7 separate regions of the Mus musculus genome follow, and all the other regions are linked to region 2. The links are chromatin contacts, called in public Hi-C and HiChIP or PLAC-seq maps. All regions are on one chromosome and are shown on one strand. The core of a region is the stretch at or near the end of the contact, and the rest is flanking DNA. Distances in the headings are between cores, read along the strand shown. Region 1 overlaps Cdh4 (cadherin 4). Region 2 holds the start of Cdh4 (cadherin 4). Region 3 overlaps Cdh4 (cadherin 4). Region 4 overlaps Cdh4 (cadherin 4). Region 5 has its middle 180 kb from the start of 4930591A17Rik. Region 6 has its middle 150 kb from the start of Gm35948. Region 7 has its middle 120 kb from the start of 4930591A17Rik.

Region 1 (2,700 bases), core at 58-2,557, 160 kb before region 2:
TCATGTGGTATGGCTGTATGTGGCATGTGATGTGGCTGTGTGGCTGAGTGTGGTATATGGTAAGGCTGTGTGACTGGGTGTGGCATGTGGTATGACTTTGTGACTGGGTGTGGCATGTGGTATGACTTCATGTGGTGTGGCTGTGTGGCTATGTGTGACATGTGGTGTGGCTATGTGGCTGGGTGTGGTATATGGTAAGGCTTTGTGGCTATGTGTGGCTGTGTATGGCATGTGGCATGGCTGTGGGCTGAAGAATCATAGCAAATATGTCTCTGCTGGGAAGAGGGCCAACTGTGGCCTAGAAGCTTTCTGGTGGCTTTCTCTGACACTTCTTGGCACCTTGCCTTTGGCCATGGTTCTCACAGGCAGAAGTGGTATCACACGGCAGAGAAGATTTCCTGAGAAATCAATAGGACATGCTGCAAATTCATCTCAGGAACCATGTTTAGTTGTAGTCTCATAAAATAGCAATTCTCAGTGAGCCTGACTGCAGAGATACCACAGAGCACAGGAAAGTTGGGCAAAGTTGCCCTGTGAGGCCATGTGAGGCCCTAATGTGCTGTGCTAGAGCCTACAATGTGTGTTGAGTAGAGACAAACAGAGGTAGGAACATACATGGAGAAAGTCATAGGAAGGGACAGAGATAGAAACAGAGGAACACAGAGACAGCTGAGAGAAAAAGATAGAGAGGCAAATTCCTCAGGGAGGATGTGAAAGGGGAGCCTGGGGTTTAGGCCGTGGGTGGACAGACAGATGGACAGATGGCTCCTTTCAGAACCTCTCCCTTCCTGACACTGACTCTTGTGGTTTTGTATTTATTTCAAGGACAGGGTCTACATAGTGTGATGAAGGCTGTCTTTGAGCCCAGGCTGGCTTTGGGTTCGCAGAGATCCTCCTGCCCCTACTTTCCAAGTGACTTTTTAAATCAGAATTTTGGGGCTGGGCTCTTGAAGGAGGCCTGAATGGCAGAAGACTCTTCTAAACTTGCCTGAGGTTTAACAGTCTTTTCCCCCAATGTCAACAGATACAGACATTTTCTGGGGTGTGGTTTGGTTGGTCCAGTGCTCGTGGCAGCTTGGGAAAGTGTAAGGCACACACTCACCACTGTCTGACAATGCATACAGTCATCTTGCCTGCAGTGTGCCGCTCATCACGGAGTGCTACAACCAAACTCAGAGCTGAGGGAAGCTATGATCTACTTAACATTTCCAAAACCGGGCAAGCATTTTCCTTCCCAGAGCAGGTCTCTGTACCAGCCACCGAGAGTCTGAAGTCACAGCCAAGCTCTGCAGCACCTACTTTGATATCATGTTCCAGAAGAGTCCACAGCGCGGTAAAATCCCATCCAAGGCAGAAACAACAGACGGCTCCGGGGTGTTTGCCGCTGGCATCTGCCATAGCAGGAATTTCCTTCACAGAGGATAGGAAAATGCCCTTGGGCTGTATCAAAAAAGGAAAAGGGATAAAAAGAGAAGGGGGTGTTTCGAACAAAGAGGAATGGAAGCAGTGTCCGTGTGTTTTACAGGAGTCATCACCCAGCCCATGGCGATTACAAGCCTCCCCCTGCCCCAGCAAAGATGGGCTTCCCTAATAATCAGAAACCCATCTTGCATCTCTGGACTCTGTTCCCACAGGCATCAGATGGCTTTTGTGTGAAAGAAAAAGAAATGTGAAAATGTGCTACCCTACCAGGAACAGCAGGCAGGCATTTGTTCCCCACAACTCAGACACCCAGGGGGTGCAGCTCAGCCCCTGTGGCCCTCAGTATGCCAGCCTGGATCCTTTCTGTAAGCCCAGGAGGCCCAAACCACATGTGACTCTCACAACAGAACCTGGAGAGTAAAGATGAGGAAGGGGACAGCAGGCAGGAGGCTCAATGGCTCTAGCACTTCAGATCACATCCAGATGGGCCCATCAGAATCTCCCTTCTCTCTACCCTGTCACACATACTCACGATCATACAGATACAGAGGACATTTCCCCACAATGGATCACTACTAGGTCGCAGACAAAGAACCACAAGCAATCCGCTAAATGAACCAGACGTCCAAGTGTCGACCTACAAGTTAAATAACTCTGCTGTGAAACCGTGAGCTCTTCAAACAGGTGTTTCTGGAAGTGAAGACCAAGGTTGGTGGAATGGTGTGAAGGCTGTTGTGAGGGTGCTGAAGTGCCCTCCCAAAGGGATACAGAGAGCATGCTCCTGGAGCCTGCTGAAGCCTGTCACCTAATGTCCAGAGTCTGCCACCTCTTACATGCAGTGCCTCGGCTGGGAATTAAATGACAGGGACTTACAATGCTCACATTATATTACAAACAAGGACAGTGGGTGTCCTAGCAATTCACTCCTCATGATTTCCTGGTGATTGTCCCAAGGTTACAGAGGCCATTCAAGTCAGTTATGTCTCCATAGAAATAAACAAACAAACAAAAGCAGCAACAACAAAATGTCACAACGAGCTGCTTTTGCCTCTTCTCAAGTCTGCAGGGCCTGATGCTGGAGGGCTTAATCCCGACACAGAGCTAATTACACTAATTGTCAAATGCCAGCAACGCTATCCTGAGAATGGACATCCCCACCCCATGCCAGCAATCATAGTCCCTCCCTCTAACACAGGAGTCAGGACTCGCTCAGGCATCCTGGAGACCCCAGGGATCACTGACCACAAACGGTTTATCAAAGAACTTAGAAGTGCACGC
Region 2 (2,700 bases), core at 90-2,589:
CTAATCCACTCCGCTAAGGAGAAGAAGGCGCACCAGGCTCCGGATCCCTGGTGAGCAAGCTCCGGGAGCCGGGGGCGCAGCCAGCACCCTGCAGTCTCAGCTTCGCGGGCCGCCAGAGCGGAACGCGCCTCCCTGCCGGCCGAGTCCTCCAGCTGCGCGCAACAGCTCCGCCCGGGTTCCGCTGGGAGGCCACCCGCAGCCTGCAGCCTGTAGCTCGGGCTCGAGTACCCGGCCCCGGAGGCTAGGAAAGGGAGGGCTGGGTCGGGGATCTTCCCCCGGCCAAGCTCAGAATGACATCTGGTTCTTGGGGATCGCAGCTCTGAAATGCTCTTGCAGCCCGCGGGAGACAAAAGTCGGCCGGGAAAGTTTCTGTCCCCCCGGGGCGTGTTCCCCGCGCAAGGCGATGGTCCGGTGGCCTCGGAGCAGCCGGTCGCCAACCCTGGTTCATCGCAGAGAATACCTCGGCGTGGCAGCGAGCAGGCCACCGGACCGATCGGCCACGAGAGGGGGTTCAGGCCACTCGGTCTCCGCCCAGGGTCGCTGCGGGAGCTGCCGCTGAGCCGTTCCGAAGACCCGCAGCGAGCTGGAGTTAACCGAGGGAGCCGGCTGGAGACCGCGCAGAGACTGTGCGGAAACAGCGAGTGTGTCCAGCTCCAGTCCCCGGGCTCAGTGCCTCGCGCTCCCGCTGCGCCCTCCTCCCGATCCCTCTCTAAGTCGGGAGGACCTGCTAGACCCCGCGGCTACAACCCGCGCCCCTTAGTCGCCTCCGCCTCCCACTGCAGCCGAGCTCCGCGGCACCCACGGGACCCGGGAGAGCGCCCCGCGCAGCCGACCCGACCCGGCGCGCGGCTGGAACTCGGGATGCGCGACTGCCGGGCGGCGGAGGCGAGTACTACACTACGGAGGGCGGCCCCGGAGCGCAGATCGGGCAACGAGATGGCACCTAGGGTCCCGCCCGCTCAGCTCCGCGGCTCCTCGCTCCGATAGCGAGCGGCTTCGCGCAGCGCGGGCGGCGGTTTGAGAAGACCGGGAGACACCAGCTAGCCCCACGGGTTCCCAGATCGCCTGCGATCGGAGAGGCGGCAACTTACCCGGAGCGCGCCCGAGAGCCCGAGCAGCAGCAGCGGCAGCACAGAGCCTGTGGTCATCGTCCCCGCCGCGCCGCCCCGGCGCTCGCCCGGTGCCCGGCTTCCCTCGCCGCGGCGATGCTCCGCCCGCGCCCGCCCTGCTTTTCCCCGCACTTGCCGCCCGGGCTCCGGGAGCCAGGCCAAGTGGGCCGGCGGCGCGCTCCCTCCGGCCGGTGCGTCCGCCGGCCTCGCAGCCGCCCGCGCCTCTGTTCCGCGCGCTCGGAACTGCAGGTGAAGCTGAGCGGCGGCCTCGCCGAGGCCCCGCCCCTCCGGCCGGGCCTGACGCGGGCCTTAAAGGAGCCGCTCCCGCGCCCACTCGCTCAGCCGCTTGGCCTGGTTGCTCGCTGGCAGGGCGGCCTCAGTCCCGTGGGACAACTAGAGGCCTGTATGAGCAGACGAAGCCAGGGAGACTGGGTTTCTAGGAGCAAAGACGGTGTGAACCAAAGAAGACTGTGTAGTCTCTGCCCAGCAAGTTAGATGTCCTTTGTAGATTGTGGGACCCCTGCTTGTGATCACACCGTGATGTTAGGTCAACTTCTTTTCAGAGCCCACAGTGAAGAGTGGACACTTCCTTCATCCCTGTGTCATCTAAGTCTCCGGACACAGGCCTTTGTGATGGCCTCCAGCCCTCTGAACAGCTCAGGGATCGGAAGAGAGGGAGAGGGGAGGGGTCACTCTCCAGCTGGGCTGGCTCGGCTGACCCCTTATAGTGTGGGCCTGGCTCTGGCTATCCTCCAAGGTTTGGGAGGATTCCTACCCATTCCTCTGTGTGTGCCAAAATGTAGTTAGGTCTTCTGTATAGGCAAGGAAGAAATCAGAGGCCGCGGAAGGAAGGAAGGGACTCCAGCGGGCAGAGCTGTCAGGCACGTCAGCTCCCTGGGCAGGCCAGCTCCATTTGCTTCGCATGGGCAATTTCCAACCCTGACTGCAGGCATTTCTTTAAGCATCGTATCGCTCTCGCGGAAAAATAAGGGCAGCTTGGACTGTGAGTGAAGGCTTCCCCATCCCTCCCTTGGCTAAGCAATGTACAGAAAAGTGGAGTGTCTGCTCAGATGTTTTTCAAATGTTCTTTGTCTCTCTTCTGAGAAAATCTGTGTCCAGAATACAATAGTTCTGGTTTGAGAAGAGTGAATTAAGTTGCCCCAAGGTCATAGTTAACTTGGACAGAGAGACCTTTTCTTCCTTGCCCCCCCTCCCCCCACTATGGTGGATGACACCCTAGGTCTCCTGACTAGTACTCGAGCCATGGGAAATCAGGGTAACCCAGGGTGCATAGTGGGCTCTGTCCAGAGGTATGAGACTGGGTTTAGCTTGGACCACCAAGTATCTGAACACCAAGCCTGTGCCAACCTGGCCCTATGCCACAGACTGTCCCAGTATTGGCCTGCTAAGGAATGAGAGAGGCTACTAACTTAGCATGGCTGGCTGGGCAGTCTTCAGACTCTTCTATGTCCTTCCCTGGGGAGACAAAGAAACATTCACTCTTGATAGAGAGGTACCCAGACCAAAGCAAGACTTGAGTACAGCTTGGCGAGTCGGTGAGCTTACTGGGGAGGTGAGAAGGAATATGGAG
Region 3 (2,700 bases), core at 64-2,563, 190 kb before region 2:
TCAACCACCATGGCTCCCCACAGTGAGCTCTTTACTGTCCTCTGAACATAACTGTTCACAGCCCCAGCCTCACAGAAGATGCATTCCACCAGTCTTGCATCATAGGCCTGCATTCCAGTATATGAATGAAAAGCAGCCATGCTGTTCATCAGGTTTAGGAGTTCTCTGGTGGAATTTTTAGGGTCACTTATATATGCTATCATATCATCTGCAAATAGTGATACTTTGAATAGCCAGAAACTGGAAAGAACCCAGATGGCCCTCAACAGAGGAATAGATACAGAAAATGTGGTACATTCACACAATGGAGTACTACTCAGCTATTAAAAACAATAAATTTATGAAATTCTTAGGCAAATGGATGGATCTGGAGGATATCATCCTGAGTGAGGTAACCCAGTCACAAAAGAACACACATGATATGCTCTCACTGATAAGTGGATATTAGCCCAGAAACTTAGAATACCCAAGATACAATTTACAAAACACATGAAACTCAAGAAAAAGGAAGACCAAAGTGTGGATACTTCGTTCTTCCTTAGAATGGGGAACAAAATATCCATGGAGGGAGTTACAGAGACAAAGTTTGGAGCTGAGACAAAAGGATGGACCATCTAGAGACTGCCCCACCCGGGGATTCATCCCATAATCAGCCACCAAACGCAGACACTATGGCGTATGCCAGCAAGATTTTGCTGACAGGACCCTGATATAGCTATCTCTTGTGAGGCTATGCCAGTGCCTGGCAAATACAGAAGTGGATGATCATAGTCATGTATTGGATGGAACACAGGGCCCCCAATGGAGGAGCTAGAGAAAGTACCCAAGGAGCTGAAGGGGTCTGCAACCCTATAGGTGGAACAACAATATGAACTAACCAGTACCCCCCGAGCTCATGTCTCTAGTAGCATATGTAGCAGAAGATGGCCTAGTCAGCCACCATTGGGAGGAGAGGCCCTTGGTCTTGCGAAGATCATATGCAGGGCAATGCCTGGGCCAGGAAGCAGGAGTGGGTGGGTTGAGGAGCAGGGCGGGGGGAGGTATAGGAAACTTTCAAGATAGCATTTGAAATATAAATGAAGAAAATATCTAATGAAAAGAAAAGAAAAGAAAAAAAAAAGAAAATAAAATCAGCCACGCATTGAAAAGTCATTTCCACAAGAAACGCAGCCCCAAGCCTTACATCATAAGCAAAATGTTAGGCAGTAGGAGGGTGAGCACGTGAGGGAAGAACGCTGTCCACACTGGGGCTTCCTTGATGTTTGCCTTTCCCCACATTAAGTCAGACACTTCTGAGCCAGACCCTTAGTGAGGAGGCGGTGTGACGTGAACACGGTCGGGGAGAGAGCATGTTTTGTGACTGCCTTTGTTGAGATCAAGGGTGTGAGGGATCAGAGTGATTAATTGTGTCTCTGGTTCCAATTAGGACGTGAGTCAGATTTATAAACATGGCGAGTTCATGCAGCTGCCTCGTTGGCCTTGGGCCTGGCCTGATGGTGCTTGGGATCAGAGACGAGGTCAAAGTTCAGGGGGATCTGAGGAAGGATCAGCATCTTGGGTTCTCTGGACACACAGCCAGCCATGTTTGCACTTGGCAGGAGCGGGCCACTTTGTACCATGTGGGCTCTGACCAGCCTTATTCTGGCTTGAGTAAAACTCAGCAGAGGGCGGTGGCACTGGCTGCAGAGTTAAGATGGGATTTGGTGATGTGGCTGAGCTCTCTGGGCCTCCATTTCTCCACTGGAAGCAGTAAGAGCCACATATAGCTCACAGGGTGTGGATTACATGACGTGGTTGAGAGAGAGGTCTAATACCTGTCTGTATTCCCAGATGTCACTCAGTGCTGCCAGCATCACAGAACAGGGGGCTTCCCAATCTCCACCCTGTCAACCTCCAGATGAGGTTGTTGTAGGTGGCTGAACTGCTTCTGAGGGACATCAAATGGCATCCTTTACTAGCAAGCCACCCTAAGAATGGCGACCATCGAAAACTTCCAGGTACTTCACAGTGGTCCACAGTTGATGAACCCCTATCCCCAAACAAAACAAGAGGACACAAATAAGCACCAGTGGTAATCAACCACAGATGGTGTCTATGGACTTCCCTGGGCATCAGCTCAGGGGTCAAAGCATCACAGGACACCAGGGTCTAATAATACAAGGCATGGAGACTATACATCTAGTGGGCTCTTTGAGAGAGGCATCTACAGTTGACTCAGGTGACAGGTGATGGGTGTTGTAGAGAGAATCTCAGGGGACAGGCAACCCTGTGGGTGTCCCACCCTGGTGACAGTCCAGGAATAGGCTCTACTCAATGATCAATTGAGTAGATTCTGGGATACTTGCTCTACCAGCTACCTGGTGATATCAAAACCCCAGGTCCTAGGATAGAGGTATCATGATCTGATGCTAGGACACAGGACAGACTGTCCCAGCCCCAGGGTAGCAGGTGGGAAGTGGAGGGTGGCTTTCACAGAGCACAAACATAGAGAGAAGGATCTAGGCTGCACCCCAGGGTGTTCTGGGACAACCGGATCGTACTGGATTTCTCTAGCTGAGGTGAACCACAGCCAAACATCTGCTTATCACAAGTACAATGTCAGTGTGTGAGGAAATAAAAGACAGCTTTGTTCACAGGGCCAGAGTACTTGCCACGATGGACCGAGGATAGCCGTTAAGCTCAGGTTTATGCACATGGTCC
Region 4 (2,700 bases), core at 35-2,534, 240 kb before region 2:
CACAGGATGGGTCTGAGGAGTTAAGCTGTGTGTAAAACTGATCTGCCAGCAATAGGAAGCTGGACTCACGGCCTTATGGCTTCCCATCACATAGACACATGTGCATGCATTTCCACTGTGCGTGGCCATGTGGGACTTAGCGATCCTCACAGGCCATGTGTGGTAAGGGTGTGTGCACTCCCTGGCTGGCTGCAGTGAGGAGCTCTTCAGAATCTAACGTGTGCCAGGTGACCAAGGGGAGCAGGGGTGGCCTCAGCAGTGCCTGAGCTGAGGGACAGGGACAGGAAGTAGGTGCAGGGGCAAGGCAGGCCTTGGGGAAGCTGGATGGAGGATGTTTGGGACGTCTGTCCACAGACCTCTGCTGATACACAAGGGACCCAGCCTCACTCCGAGACCTCCAGCTTCTTCTCACATTCACTCCGCAGTTTGGAAGCTTCAGGCTGGAAGTGCAGCTGGTACTATTTATGCCTACCTCCTCTGTGAAGGTGACGTTGGCTGCAGACCCCCGTGAGGGTCAGGGGTGGGGGAGCCACAGTTGTCTCTGCTATAGTTTCCCCCTCTTAAACATGAAAATACCCAGGATGCCCAGTCACAGGGCACAGGTGGCAACTCTGATGGAGTTGTTCAGGGCCTTCTGCCAGGCAAGGCTGGTGGGAGTGGCCTTGGAAAGCGACAGAGGACAGAGAGGAAGAAAGAGGAGAATAGGCTGGAGGAGAAACCATTTTCCTTTTAACAACCGAGTGAGGGGGTCGGGTATTTTCAGACCATAAAGAATAGTCCTTGACATGAACGGGTTTACCAAGCACTCAGTTTCCTCAGTGAGGCCCATGCTGGCTCTTCATGACACTTGTAGATGGGTCTGGGACAGGACTCATCTGTAAGTCTGGGATGCCAGCTTTATGTTTCCGGGCTTGTATTAGAACTGAGAAAACCACTCTGGCCACAGGGCCAGGAGTCAGACACCTAGCTGGATCTGATCCTGTATAATTCCTTCCCAGGTGGCTTTGATGCTGACAACCCTCCCTCCTGAAGGCACCCATGTGGGACACACTCCCCAGGTTGGATTTTAGCCTCATTTATTCTTCAGCTCTTGATAAATTCTTCTGGGGTGATGGTGGCCACACACCTGTGGTGCAAAGGAACAAGACTGTCCTTGTGCACACTTGTGTTCTACGGGAAGATGTAGGGCAGGGAAAGGAGATACCTATCTGAACCCCAGCTCAGACACACAGGCAGAAGAGAGCAGAAGAAAACGAAAGAGCACAACCCTGGTTTCCAGACACTGACACAGGCTGCTGTCGGCATGCCAGGCAACCATGAGGAGAGATCTGCAGAGCCTGTCTGCTCAGACAGCAGAGGCAGCAGCCAAGTTCTGCTGTATCCACGTGGATGTGTAAAGACTCCCACTGTGTGATACCCATCTCCCCACAGCACACAGGGTTGCTCCATGCTGACATTTTCTGAGAGGAGAATCTGTCTAAGACACCAGCCACTGCACACTGAAAGCGATACTCTAGGTGGAGGAGACAAGGAGGCACTGTGGTAAACATGCACATGATACCACAGCACCACAAGCCGAGCCCCACTCTGAAAGCTCAGCTCTTGCGTGCTCCCTAGGTCAGCCATGCAGCCTGAATTATTTTAACATCGCTTCTTGATGCTTTAGCTGAGAACAAACTTGCCTGCTGACCCCCACACAGGATCCTTCAATGTCATGCCTAGGGCATGTTGGTAGATAGCTGGATTTAGGATGAAGTGTTGACTCGCTCACTGAAGAGCACAGAGTTCAGAATGCATCTCTCTCTTTTTTTAATCTTGTGTAGCTCATTTACATACTTCTCTTCATCACCCTTCCCTAAGGCAGAAAAATGTAGTGACAATTTCGGAATTTGGGTTTCTTAAATAAATAAAAAAACAACAGGAATATAAGAATATGTTTTTGTTTTACACTCTTGGGTGTGGGACATGGGGCTGCTTCAGACTGTCCACAGCAGCTGACTATGATTTGCCTCGTGTTCTAGCAGGGGCATAATTTTGCCAGCTGCAGATAGCTTCTGCGGTTGTGTGACATTTGGAATTCTGAGATTTTTTTTAAAAAGAAGGTATACAAATGTTAGGGCCCTGAGAGGTGTGAAGGGTTGTTGGTAGTTGTTGCTCAAGGTTTGTTAATAGTCACTCCCAAAGAAGAAAGAACAAGAAGAAATTAGATATCCTGATGGTGAAGATCAAACTTGCCCTGAGGAACTCAAAACCTTAAACCAGCAGGCAGTAGTCTAACAACGACATGACCCTCTTTCCAACCCCCTGACTTTATTCACGCATCTCTTTCCGTTCCTCTCTATCCCTGTTCCTCTCTTATCCAGTGTTGGGGGTAGAAAGGGTGGAAGAGAAGGGGTAAAGTGTAGAAGAAAGAAGAACCCACAAAGCAGCAAAAGACAGGCTACAGGTAAAACGCCTGACCAGCCAGTGTCAGCAGGAGTGGAGAGGGTCGTAAGATGCAGTTTGGGCTTTGAGTCCCAGCCTCTATACCCCGTTTACCCATGGAACACAGTAAATGACAAGCTGGCAAGAGTAGAACCCCACAAGGTGGGTCAAGACTACAGAGTTGTCCAACATGGAGCTGCGTAGGATCCCAGTGACCCTTTCCTGGGACAGACTGACCTCACTCATCTGTTCTTCTGGTTCCTACCTGCTAAAGCC
Region 5 (2,700 bases), core at 91-2,590, 200 kb after region 2:
TTTGTGACTCATCAAAACTGAGGACAGGAAAAACAAAACCAGGGCAGAGCCTCCCCCAGTCTCCCTTCCTTAGACTAAAAGTGTTCACATTCACTTTGCAAATTAGATTGTGTGTTAGAAGATCAAGATGGAGCACTTTTAACCCAATGGTGTTTACTTCTGGATGGCAGAATGGCCTGGCTGCTGTCCCTGCAACCCCCCAGATCTGAGGGGCCCTGTCCGGCTCTGCTGCAGTCATAGCTCCTGGGCCACACTGCCCTGTGGGCTCCCATTCTGGAAAGAGGAAACATCTTTGAAAGAGTTGGTTCCAAATTCACAAGGCACACATCCCAGATCAGCAGTCATCAAGGAGAGCTGACATGCTCTGAGGCCATTGTGGTGCCGGGCAGATGCCATCACATCCATAGATATCTGTGATTGTAGCAACCTGCAGAGGTAGCCTCCATTATCCTTTGTTTTGCAGGTAAGAAGCCAAGATCTTCATCTTTCCATGCCTCAGTCAAGGACACACATCTTGAATGTTGGTTCAAGATTCTGCCAGTGGTGGTGGATAGCTTCACCTGTTGGTCTTTGGGGAATTATGAAGACCTCCTATGCACTAAGGGCAGAAGTGGTCACAAGAAGGCCTAATGGGTGCCAAAGCATAGGGAAGGCACAGACCATGCCAGTGGGGATGGTGCCTTATCCCTCTTATCTCTCAGAGGTCGGGCACTGAGGAGGGAGCTATGGGAAGGCCTTTCTGACAAGGGAATCAGACAGACTCATTGCCACAGGCCTGGGTATCTTCATTATAGACCCCACTGGTGTTGATCCGTGGGAACATATGCAAGTGTCAGCTAGAGTAAGCCGCAGAAGCTTTGGGGCTTCAGGACAGAGCCTGGTGAGCGCCCAACTTTAATTTTCACAGCAAGAGCCCGGGAGGAAGTTGGGAAGTTTCTGCTGGCTTTCGCCCCTGCTTCTCTCATCTTCCGAGAAGCAACAATGTATCCACATTCTGATGGTGCAAGGCTTAGAGGGGTTAACGCCAACCTTCCAGTTGCAGCCTTGGCATGGGTGAGTGTTCTGAGATGCAGAACGTAGATACAATGATTTAAAGAAACCCTGGTGACACTGTTTTGTCTTGTAGGGAGAGTCTCTCTCATTAAAAATGAGGCATGGTGGATATTGGCAGTTCACCAACAAGATTCAGTGACTGTTCTCAAAAAAAAAAAGGAAGACAACGTAGTGTTCCTCCTGTGTGGTGTCTCTGTGACACTTCCCAGGAAGCAGAGTGCTGGAAAGATCCAGCTAAGACATCCTGGCGGTGGGGCTGGTAGAGCAGCTGCAGATGGGAACACGGAGGATGCTCGCTTCTTGGCTTTTCATGCTCCGTTCCTGTCAAGATGAGCGTCGGAAGTGTCAGCCCCGCGGGCTGTGCCACCAGGCGAAGCTGTGCACTGTCTTCTTGTGGGTTCTGTGGGCTCAGCCTTCAAACATCTACAAAAGGATAGGGCACTTGGTTTCTGGCAGGATGTAGCTAAACCATGAATTGTGGCTGCCTCCCAGATGGTCATCCAAAATAAGCGAGCAGTCAAACCTCATTTGGTGGGAGGAAGCACAGCAGCTGTCTCCACACAGCCTCTCCCCGGTGACTGGATCAGCTTCCTGTGATATAGCAGAGAGCAAAGCAGTAAGCCAGGTACGACTTGTCTGTCCCTCTATGTCCTCAGGGGTTACCTTTCTGTCATGTTCCCTATTAGGAAGTGCCTAGACCACTGGTGTTCATGTCTTCCCTGTCCCAGGCAGAGAGCTGGCAAATCAGTGTGTTGACACTGTTTAACACAAACCTGGGGACAGCAATCCAGGAAGTCAGTGTTCTCGGTGATTGAACCAGACAGGGCTCTGAGGCTGCAAGATGCCAGTACTATGGGAGAGAGGAGAATGCATGGGCTTACATAATAGGGAATTCATGCCCATCTAATGTCTCTCAGTACACACTGAGGGGTGTGAGGTGTATTGTGTCTCACCTCTGTCTCATCTCAGTTAATTTCATTAGTGGCCATCTTCCCCTGGGTTGGCAAAGATACCCCAAGGCCAGCAGCCTGGCTTAATCTGAAGCAGTGGGCAGGCTGGAAGGACCGTTTGTCTTCTTTCCCAGGAGACCCATTTCTAAAACAAAGGGCTGTAGTCTCTCATCCACAAGGTCTGGTTCCAGTTACCTTGGGATGAAGTAAGGGACAGGTGTATGCTCAGCTCCATAGGAGTAGTGAAACATCATACAACTCCAATGGAGTCTTGCTGCACTAGGGGGACTCTGGTGCCAAGTAGCATCAGCCATGTGTGGTTGCCCTGTAGTTAGGGCTAGGGGTCATGCTGGGTCTTCCCACAGAGTGACCCTGCTGCTCCTGCTGCTGCTCAGGTCCCAGGCTGAATCACAAGGAGAAAGTAAGGTGAGCGTCAGCGTGTCTCTCTGTCCCCTTCCTTGACTTGGATGCAATGTAAGACCCATGTTCTTGCTACTGTGATAGGCTGATAAACCCTTCCTCTCTCTTTTTAAATATGTATTTTTAAATTTTTATTTATAGGAGTATACTGTAACTGTCTTCAGCCTCACACCAGAAGAGGACATTGGATCCCATTACAGATGGTTGTGAGCCACCATGTGGTTGCTGGGATTTGAACTCAGGACCTCTGGGAGAGCAGTCAGTGCTCTTAACTGCT
Region 6 (2,700 bases), core at 64-2,563, 250 kb after region 2:
AGTTATATATTCTTATATACATGTATACACATATATGTATGTGCTTACATGCATACTACAATGCTCATATGTACATACAAATCATGTATACACATTTATATATGCATGCAGAGCACATATATACATTTAAATGTACATACACATTCCTATCTACATACATATATGTATGTACACATTCATATCTACATATACATTCATATACATACACATTCACATATGCATACATGTTTATATGTATGTACACATTCACTTATACATACACATTCATATGTATGAACATATTTATATATACATACACGGTCCTATCTACATATGCTTTCATATGTATATATACATTTTTATATATGTTAATATCTACATGCACATTCATATATACATGTTTATATGTGTATTCACATTCATATATACATATACATTCACATATACATACATATTTATATGAATACTCACATTTATATGTATATATACATTACTACATATATAAACATTCACTTATACATACATGTTCATATGTATATTCACATTCACATATACATATGCACATGTCCGTGATCACTGACTTATCCTCTTTGGATCCTCTCTCTGTGCACACTCGTGTCCCTGGCTGATCATTTCATGTCTTCCAAATTCTGTTCAATCATCCTCCATCCACCCGCTTCCTGCCCACTGGGATCCAACTCTATCATGGTCTTTTCTCACTACCCATTGATAGCCTATGTCATCCAGGTGCTCCCTGCACGGACCACCTTTAGCACCAGAATATTGGCTGTCATTTTGGTTGGGCTTCTTTGAAAAGGCTCATCTAGACTGTAACTTCCCTTCACTCTGAGCAGGAGGGAATTTGGCTGCACCACTGTCCATCCCAATCCTGAACTGAAGGCCTGAGTGGCTGTGTCAAAGCCACAGACTGGACAAATTCTCTGAACCATACTTACACAGTCACTTTGTCTTTGACAATGAAAACTGAGAGTGAGCCAGATGTGGTGGCACACAACTTTGATCCCAGCATTTGGAAGGCAGAGGCCGGGAGATTTCTGTGAGTTCGAAGCCAGCTTGGACTTTATAGCAAATTCCAGGCCAGCCAAAGGTTCACAGTGAGATCCTGTCTAGAAACAGAACACAACAGAGCAAAACAAAAAATAACAGACCTGGGACCAAGAAGCTGGGGCCAGAAGTGGTGCACAGAGAGCAGGTTAGAGCTGGCCTAGAGTGGTAGGAAGACCACTAACCTAACACCATGGTCAGCAGGATAAGGCACAACTCAGGCAAGTGGGTGAATGGAGCTGCCACTAGAGGGCAGCATTCAGAGGTGTTGCTGGATCCCACTGAAGTGGTTAGCTCGTCCCTGGCACTTGACAGGGTGTCTGGTTAAGCACCCTGGACAGCACCCTGGTCAGCTCCCGGGTGGGTCAGCACCCGGGACAGCATGGGGGCAGCTGTGCAAGAACTTTCTGACCCTAAATGAACGGTGGTCACAGAATGGCCAAGAAATAAACATAATCTACCAGAAACTCTCAGCTCAGCCTGTCATGGTGATAACGCTCCACTGACCCAGCCTTATAGGACGCCTCTGTCTGCAGTGGGAGGTCCACCTCCTGCAAAGCTGTAGACTGTGTATACTTAGACAGGGGGAGTGCTTAATGGAGAACGCGGCCTCCAAAGAGGGAGGCGTGGACTTATCTCCCAGCTCTACAAAAGAGACCTCCAGTGCTTATGGCCCACTGGCTTGTAGGAAGAACCATTAGGGATGCCCATGAGAATCAGCACCATGCATGCCTTGAAGAGCCCCTAACAGGTGACCTAGAACAGCCAGAAGGAAGCCATAAGCCCTTTTAACCACTCAGCCCATCATATCACAGCAACAGCCTCTACCATACTTCTTGGGTAATGCTCTAAAGGGAAATGCCACTTTGATCCACCGAACGCATCTAGACACCCCACTGTGGTTTCCTAGCCTGTCTCATGGAACTCTGTGCAGTCCCATGTAGGAGGCTGCAGGTTGGGCTGCCCTGACTGCCAAGCCTTGGAGCTAATGCACACCGTTGTCACACAGCGTGCCCTTCCTGGGGCTTTGTCCATCTTGCTGACAGAAGGCTGGCAGCTGCCTGTGGAGAGGCCCCCCTTACAGGCGCTTACATCAGCCATTCTTCTGCCTTCTCCACTGTCCACACAGTGAGAGGCTGCCTTCTACACAGCTGGGTCTCTCCATCACTGCTGGTTTAGCACTGGGTGGGGTGGGGCAGGGTGGAGCACTGTTTCCAGGAATAGGCTGTGTTGTCTTAGGAAATGCAAACTGTACCTTGTACCTGTAGTGACCACACAGGGCTCATTTACCTTTAAATATGTAAATATGTCACTGCCTCTTTGCCGGCATGGCTGCAAGGCCTGTGTCTCTCCGGTCTGACTGTTGAGAATTGAGCAGTTTTGACAAAGCCGTTGAGAAAACAGCAAGAAGAGAAGGGAGAGAGGGAATAGTGTGGAAGCAGGGAGAGAGAGAGAGAGAGAGAGAGAGAGAGAGAGAGAGAGAGAGAGAGAGAGAGAGAGAGAGAGAGAGAAGACTGAGCAGGCAGCAAAAGGGCAAGGAGAGGAAGGGGAAAGAGGCAAAAATGAAAGAGGCTGAAAGGGGGGCTAAGAGGGGAAGGGGGAGGATGCAGAAGGAGAAGGAGTGAGGGAGGGCCAGCAGGAGGGAGCCGAAGCCTA
Region 7 (2,700 bases), core at 110-2,609, 150 kb after region 2:
GACTTTGAAAGTTTCCTTCAGGACCTTGGAAAACTTAATCTCACAACCCCAGAGAAATGTTAGGATCATGCAACAGCCTTTCTTAGCTAAAACCAATTGGGGCCAGCTATCCTCCACCTCCTGCCCGCCTGTGCAAAAACACAAAGTCTAGATCTAGGAAATGACCAGTGTGTGCCAGTCCACACGGGCGTCTCCTTCACTTGATAGCATTCCTGGGGAAGGCACTGGCTGAGCCCCTTGTCTGTCTTGAGGACCCTGGCAGCACGAAGCCTTCTAGGACTGACTGCCACGTCACACAGAGACCTACCCCTTGAGGTCTCTTTGGGTACAACATAAAGTCATTGTGTTCAGCATCTAATTAACTGTAATTAATTGAGTAAAAGAAAAAAAATGGGCCCAGAAGAAGAAAAACACAAGGGAAATGAAGATGGATTGTTAAGTTGTGTGCTGCGAGGCCCTGATGAAAGCATCATATTTCCCCGCTCTAATAACCTCGGTTAATACGCAGCGATCAATCACACCATGGCGGGTGTTTTTTAGCTTGCCGGCTTATCGATATGAGGTGGTTTAATGTGGACGGCCCTGACGTATTCCCGATACAAAGCAGAAGGGCTATGGCCGGTCCCTCATCCCTGAACGCCTGGGACTGCGATGGCAGATCAATACTCGTCGGAACACCCCGATTCTTCTGCAAACCACACTCGGGTGACAGTGATTAAGCTGTGGGGGCTTGTCTGTCTGAACCCAGGACGGTTATATCGCAAACAAAGCCCTCATTGATCAAGCGTATTTTATTTTTAATATTCATGGGTTGGCCATACTCAAAACACAGCATTACTATGCGCATGGGAAATGAGCCCTTTGCCCGGCTCTGATCAACACTACAGGGGAGAGAAATGTCCTGTGCCCAAACTGCTTCTGACCAGATCCACGCCTAGCCCCAATCCTCCCTAAAGCTAGCCCTAGTAGAGACTGGGGGAACCAAGCCCTGACTAGGGTCTCTGCACTGTGTCCTTGATTTATAGTCACTCTGAGCTGAGCTTCATGGAAGGACGGGAGGAGAGAGGGAAACAGCAAGTGTCTCCAAAAGCATGTGCTACCGTCCTCCACTCCAGTGTCCCAGGGTGCCATCCAGTGCTGGCAGCACCATCCTATGGCTTTGCTCAGTGTTCGAAGCCGGTGGGTGTGGGTGTGTTGAGGTCCCTCTTGTCTCCTGTTCAGCAGGCTACATGGCATAGTTTCTGAATAGCTACCTTCTGCTGTCAGCAGGAGCTTCACTTGTCAAGGGCCCCAGGAATGAGCAGCCGTGGCCTCCTAGTGTTGGGCTGTGGGTTGCATGGCTGAGGCCAGGGCATGGCTCAGGGTATGGATGTCCTCATGCCTGTTTCCTTGGAAACCTCCTGGGTGTGGCTGTGGCCTCTGGTGAGTGTCTGTACACAAAGGCACCATTCCTTGACACAGAGATCTGGCCCCATCCAGTGCCCTAGGGCAGTGACCTGCTGCACTCAGGCTTAGCTGAGGGATGGACGTTTGCCTGACAGGGTTTTGGAGTCCAGCCTAGTGGTGCAAAATGACCACACAGTCGGCATGGGCAGGTTACAGACAGGTTAAAGCCAAGAACCTTTGCTTCTGAGTACGAACAGCCAGCATGTCACCTGCCCTTGTCTTTCTCTTGCTTTGTACTCTAGTCCCCGGGGCTTTTCTCCAGGCAGCCTTCCCCAACATGGAACTCACTGTGACTTACAACCTAGTGCCCTTGAGGTCTCCGAACTGGGACCTTGTCTCTGGGTGATAGACACACGCATTCTCTCTGTATCTTATTTACTAAGCATGGCCTGGTCACCAAAGGAGAAAGAAATCTAAAGTCTCCGACAGAAAAATGAGGGAGTTGTTTCTTTAGGAGATATTCCAATCCAAATGCAGGAACATATTATTTCAAAGAGAGGCTGCCTTCCCTTTTGATCTGCTGTTCAATGCACCCCTCCCCACACCCAGAATCATTTCTGACAATCCTCTCATCAATTAAGTTTCCTCCAGCGATGCACACAGATATTGCGCTAACGCATGCCATAAATCATGCTGGGGATCTGCGGGATGCGGTGTTGCTGACAAATACGGTCTCCTCATTCAGAAGGAGGCAGGGAGCTGACATGTGGCACCGCATGCAAGTGTGTGTGTGCTTGTGCATGTGTTTGTGTGTATGTGTCTGTGTGCATGCATTGTGTGTGTGCATTGTGTGTGTCTGTATGTTTATGCATGTGTATATGTGTGTCTGCGTGCATGTCTATGTCTATGTGTATGTCTGTGTGTCTGTATGTATCTGATTGTGTGTGCATTGTCTGTTTGTGTGTATATATGTGTGTATGATATATGTGCATATGTGTGCACATGCCAGTACAAGCACACACACATGGTCAGTAGAGATGACATGTACAAAAGACAGAGCCTGATGCATCCAGGGCCTCAGAACAATCAGCCTCTGACTTCTTCTCTGAAGTCCCTGATGATCAGAACATTAGCTGGGACACCTGACACAGCACCCTGGCATGGCCATGGCTTATGTCTGTGGGTCCAACAAAAGTTTGCCTGTCCCACTCTTCTTTGAGGGCAATAAGCAGGTCAAGCTACGGTGGTTCCCAGGGGGATGCAAGAGCATCAACCAAGGAGCTTTGAGAGACATTTATGATTGACCACTCTGGC

What was found. A called contact is a pair of places that touch in the nucleus more often than the background predicts. HiChIP or PLAC-seq counts read pairs in DNA pulled down with a chosen protein or histone mark.
Region 1: a Hi-C map of cerebral cortex shows a contact between it and region 2, with 2.2 times the contacts expected there. The contact joins the enhancer-like site here to the promoter of Cdh4 in region 2. A contact is called at or near these places in 5 of 484 Hi-C or Micro-C datasets (cerebellum, cerebral cortex, embryonic stem cells and 1 more), 7 of 115 datasets of contacts at active chromatin or transcription factors (VIP interneurons, embryonic forebrain, embryonic hindbrain and 2 more) and 3 of 9 other capture datasets (adipose tissue, liver and pancreatic islet).
Region 3: an H3K4me3 HiChIP or PLAC-seq map of neural tube shows a contact between it and region 2, with 4 times the contacts expected there. The contact joins the enhancer-like site here to the promoter of Cdh4 in region 2. A contact is called at or near these places in 4 of 39 promoter capture datasets (embryonic stem cells, hippocampal neurons and stem cell-derived epiblast-like cells), 4 of 484 Hi-C or Micro-C datasets (differentiating embryonic stem cells, embryonic stem cells and rod photoreceptor), 7 of 115 datasets of contacts at active chromatin or transcription factors (craniofacial prominence, embryonic forebrain, embryonic hindbrain and 3 more) and 3 of 9 other capture datasets (adipose tissue, liver and pancreatic islet).
Region 4: an H3K4me3 HiChIP or PLAC-seq map of neural progenitor cells shows a contact between it and region 2, with 15 read pairs. The contact joins the enhancer-like site here to the promoter of Cdh4 in region 2. A contact is called at or near these places in 2 of 39 promoter capture datasets (embryonic stem cells and stem cell-derived epiblast-like cells), 1 of 484 Hi-C or Micro-C datasets (myocytes), 13 of 115 datasets of contacts at active chromatin or transcription factors (SST interneurons, embryonic forebrain, embryonic hindbrain and 6 more) and 3 of 9 other capture datasets (adipose tissue, embryonic stem cells and liver).
Region 5: a contact with region 2 is called in a Hi-C map of cerebral cortex, with 3 times the contacts expected there. The contact joins the enhancer-like site here to the promoter of Cdh4 in region 2. A contact is called at or near these places in 3 of 39 promoter capture datasets (the 3T3-L1 cell line, cranial neural crest and hippocampal neurons), 4 of 484 Hi-C or Micro-C datasets (cerebral cortex, cortical neurons and forebrain), 7 of 115 datasets of contacts at active chromatin or transcription factors (SST interneurons, craniofacial prominence, embryonic forebrain and 4 more) and 1 of 9 other capture datasets (liver).
Region 6: a contact with region 2 is called in a Hi-C map of nephron progenitors, with 4 times the contacts expected there. The contact joins the enhancer-like site here to the promoter of Cdh4 in region 2. A contact is called at or near these places in 5 of 39 promoter capture datasets (cranial neural crest, embryonic stem cells, hippocampal neurons and 2 more), 9 of 484 Hi-C or Micro-C datasets (cerebellar granule neurons, cerebellum, cerebral cortex and 4 more), 11 of 115 datasets of contacts at active chromatin or transcription factors (craniofacial prominence, embryonic forebrain, embryonic hindbrain and 6 more) and 3 of 9 other capture datasets (adipose tissue, embryonic stem cells and liver).
Region 7: a contact with region 2 is called in an H3K4me3 HiChIP or PLAC-seq map of neural tube, with 4 times the contacts expected there. The contact joins the enhancer-like site here to the promoter of Cdh4 in region 2. A contact is called at or near these places in 2 of 484 Hi-C or Micro-C datasets (stem cell-derived neural progenitor cells and stem cell-derived neurons), 8 of 115 datasets of contacts at active chromatin or transcription factors (embryonic forebrain, embryonic hindbrain, embryonic stem cells and 4 more) and 3 of 9 other capture datasets (adipose tissue, liver and pancreatic islet).

Annotation. Positions count from the first base shown.
Region 1 is chr2:179,597,713-179,600,412 of GRCm38.p6, reverse strand. All of the region lies in intron 2 of Cdh4 (cadherin 4), which reads right to left. Among named protein-coding and RNA genes, the nearest start is that of Gm52541, 77 kb to the right of the region's middle. Within about 2 kb of position 1,307, at least 9 of the 459 cell types and tissues checked have an H3K27ac peak or open chromatin away from gene starts, as enhancers often do. A contact at or near this core is called in cerebral cortex, where this site is marked.
Region 2 is chr2:179,441,070-179,443,769 of GRCm38.p6, reverse strand. Cdh4 (cadherin 4) reads right to left here and starts at 1,339. Exons shown (of 16, transcript NM_009867.3): 1 at 1,092-1,339. The coding sequence starts at 1,148.
Region 3 is chr2:179,629,599-179,632,298 of GRCm38.p6, reverse strand. The region is part of intron 2 of Cdh4 (cadherin 4); the gene reads right to left. Among named protein-coding and RNA genes, the nearest start is that of Gm52541, 110 kb to the right of the region's middle. Within about 2 kb of position 1,313, at least 3 of the 459 cell types and tissues checked have an H3K27ac peak or open chromatin away from gene starts, as enhancers often do. A contact at or near this core is called in neural tube, where this site is marked.
Region 4 is chr2:179,678,700-179,681,399 of GRCm38.p6, reverse strand. All of the region lies in intron 2 of Cdh4 (cadherin 4), which reads right to left. Among named protein-coding and RNA genes, the nearest start is that of Gm36066, 120 kb to the left of the region's middle. Within about 2 kb of position 1,284, at least 8 of the 459 cell types and tissues checked have an H3K27ac peak or open chromatin away from gene starts, as enhancers often do. A contact at or near this core is called in neural progenitor cells, where this site is marked.
Region 5 is chr2:179,237,126-179,239,825 of GRCm38.p6, reverse strand. No RefSeq gene overlaps it. Among named protein-coding and RNA genes, the nearest start is that of 4930591A17Rik, 180 kb to the left of the region's middle. Within about 2 kb of position 1,340, at least 12 of the 459 cell types and tissues checked have an H3K27ac peak or open chromatin away from gene starts, as enhancers often do. A contact at or near this core is called in SST interneurons, cerebral cortex and forebrain, where this site is marked.
Region 6 is chr2:179,192,589-179,195,288 of GRCm38.p6, reverse strand. No RefSeq gene overlaps it. Among named protein-coding and RNA genes, the nearest start is that of Gm35948, 150 kb to the right of the region's middle. Within about 2 kb of position 1,313, at least 32 of the 459 cell types and tissues checked have an H3K27ac peak or open chromatin away from gene starts, as enhancers often do. A contact at or near this core is called in craniofacial prominence, where this site is marked.
Region 7 is chr2:179,291,535-179,294,234 of GRCm38.p6, reverse strand. No RefSeq gene overlaps it. Among named protein-coding and RNA genes, the nearest start is that of 4930591A17Rik, 120 kb to the left of the region's middle. Within about 2 kb of position 1,359, at least 20 of the 459 cell types and tissues checked have an H3K27ac peak or open chromatin away from gene starts, as enhancers often do. A contact at or near this core is called in neural tube and pancreatic islet, where this site is marked.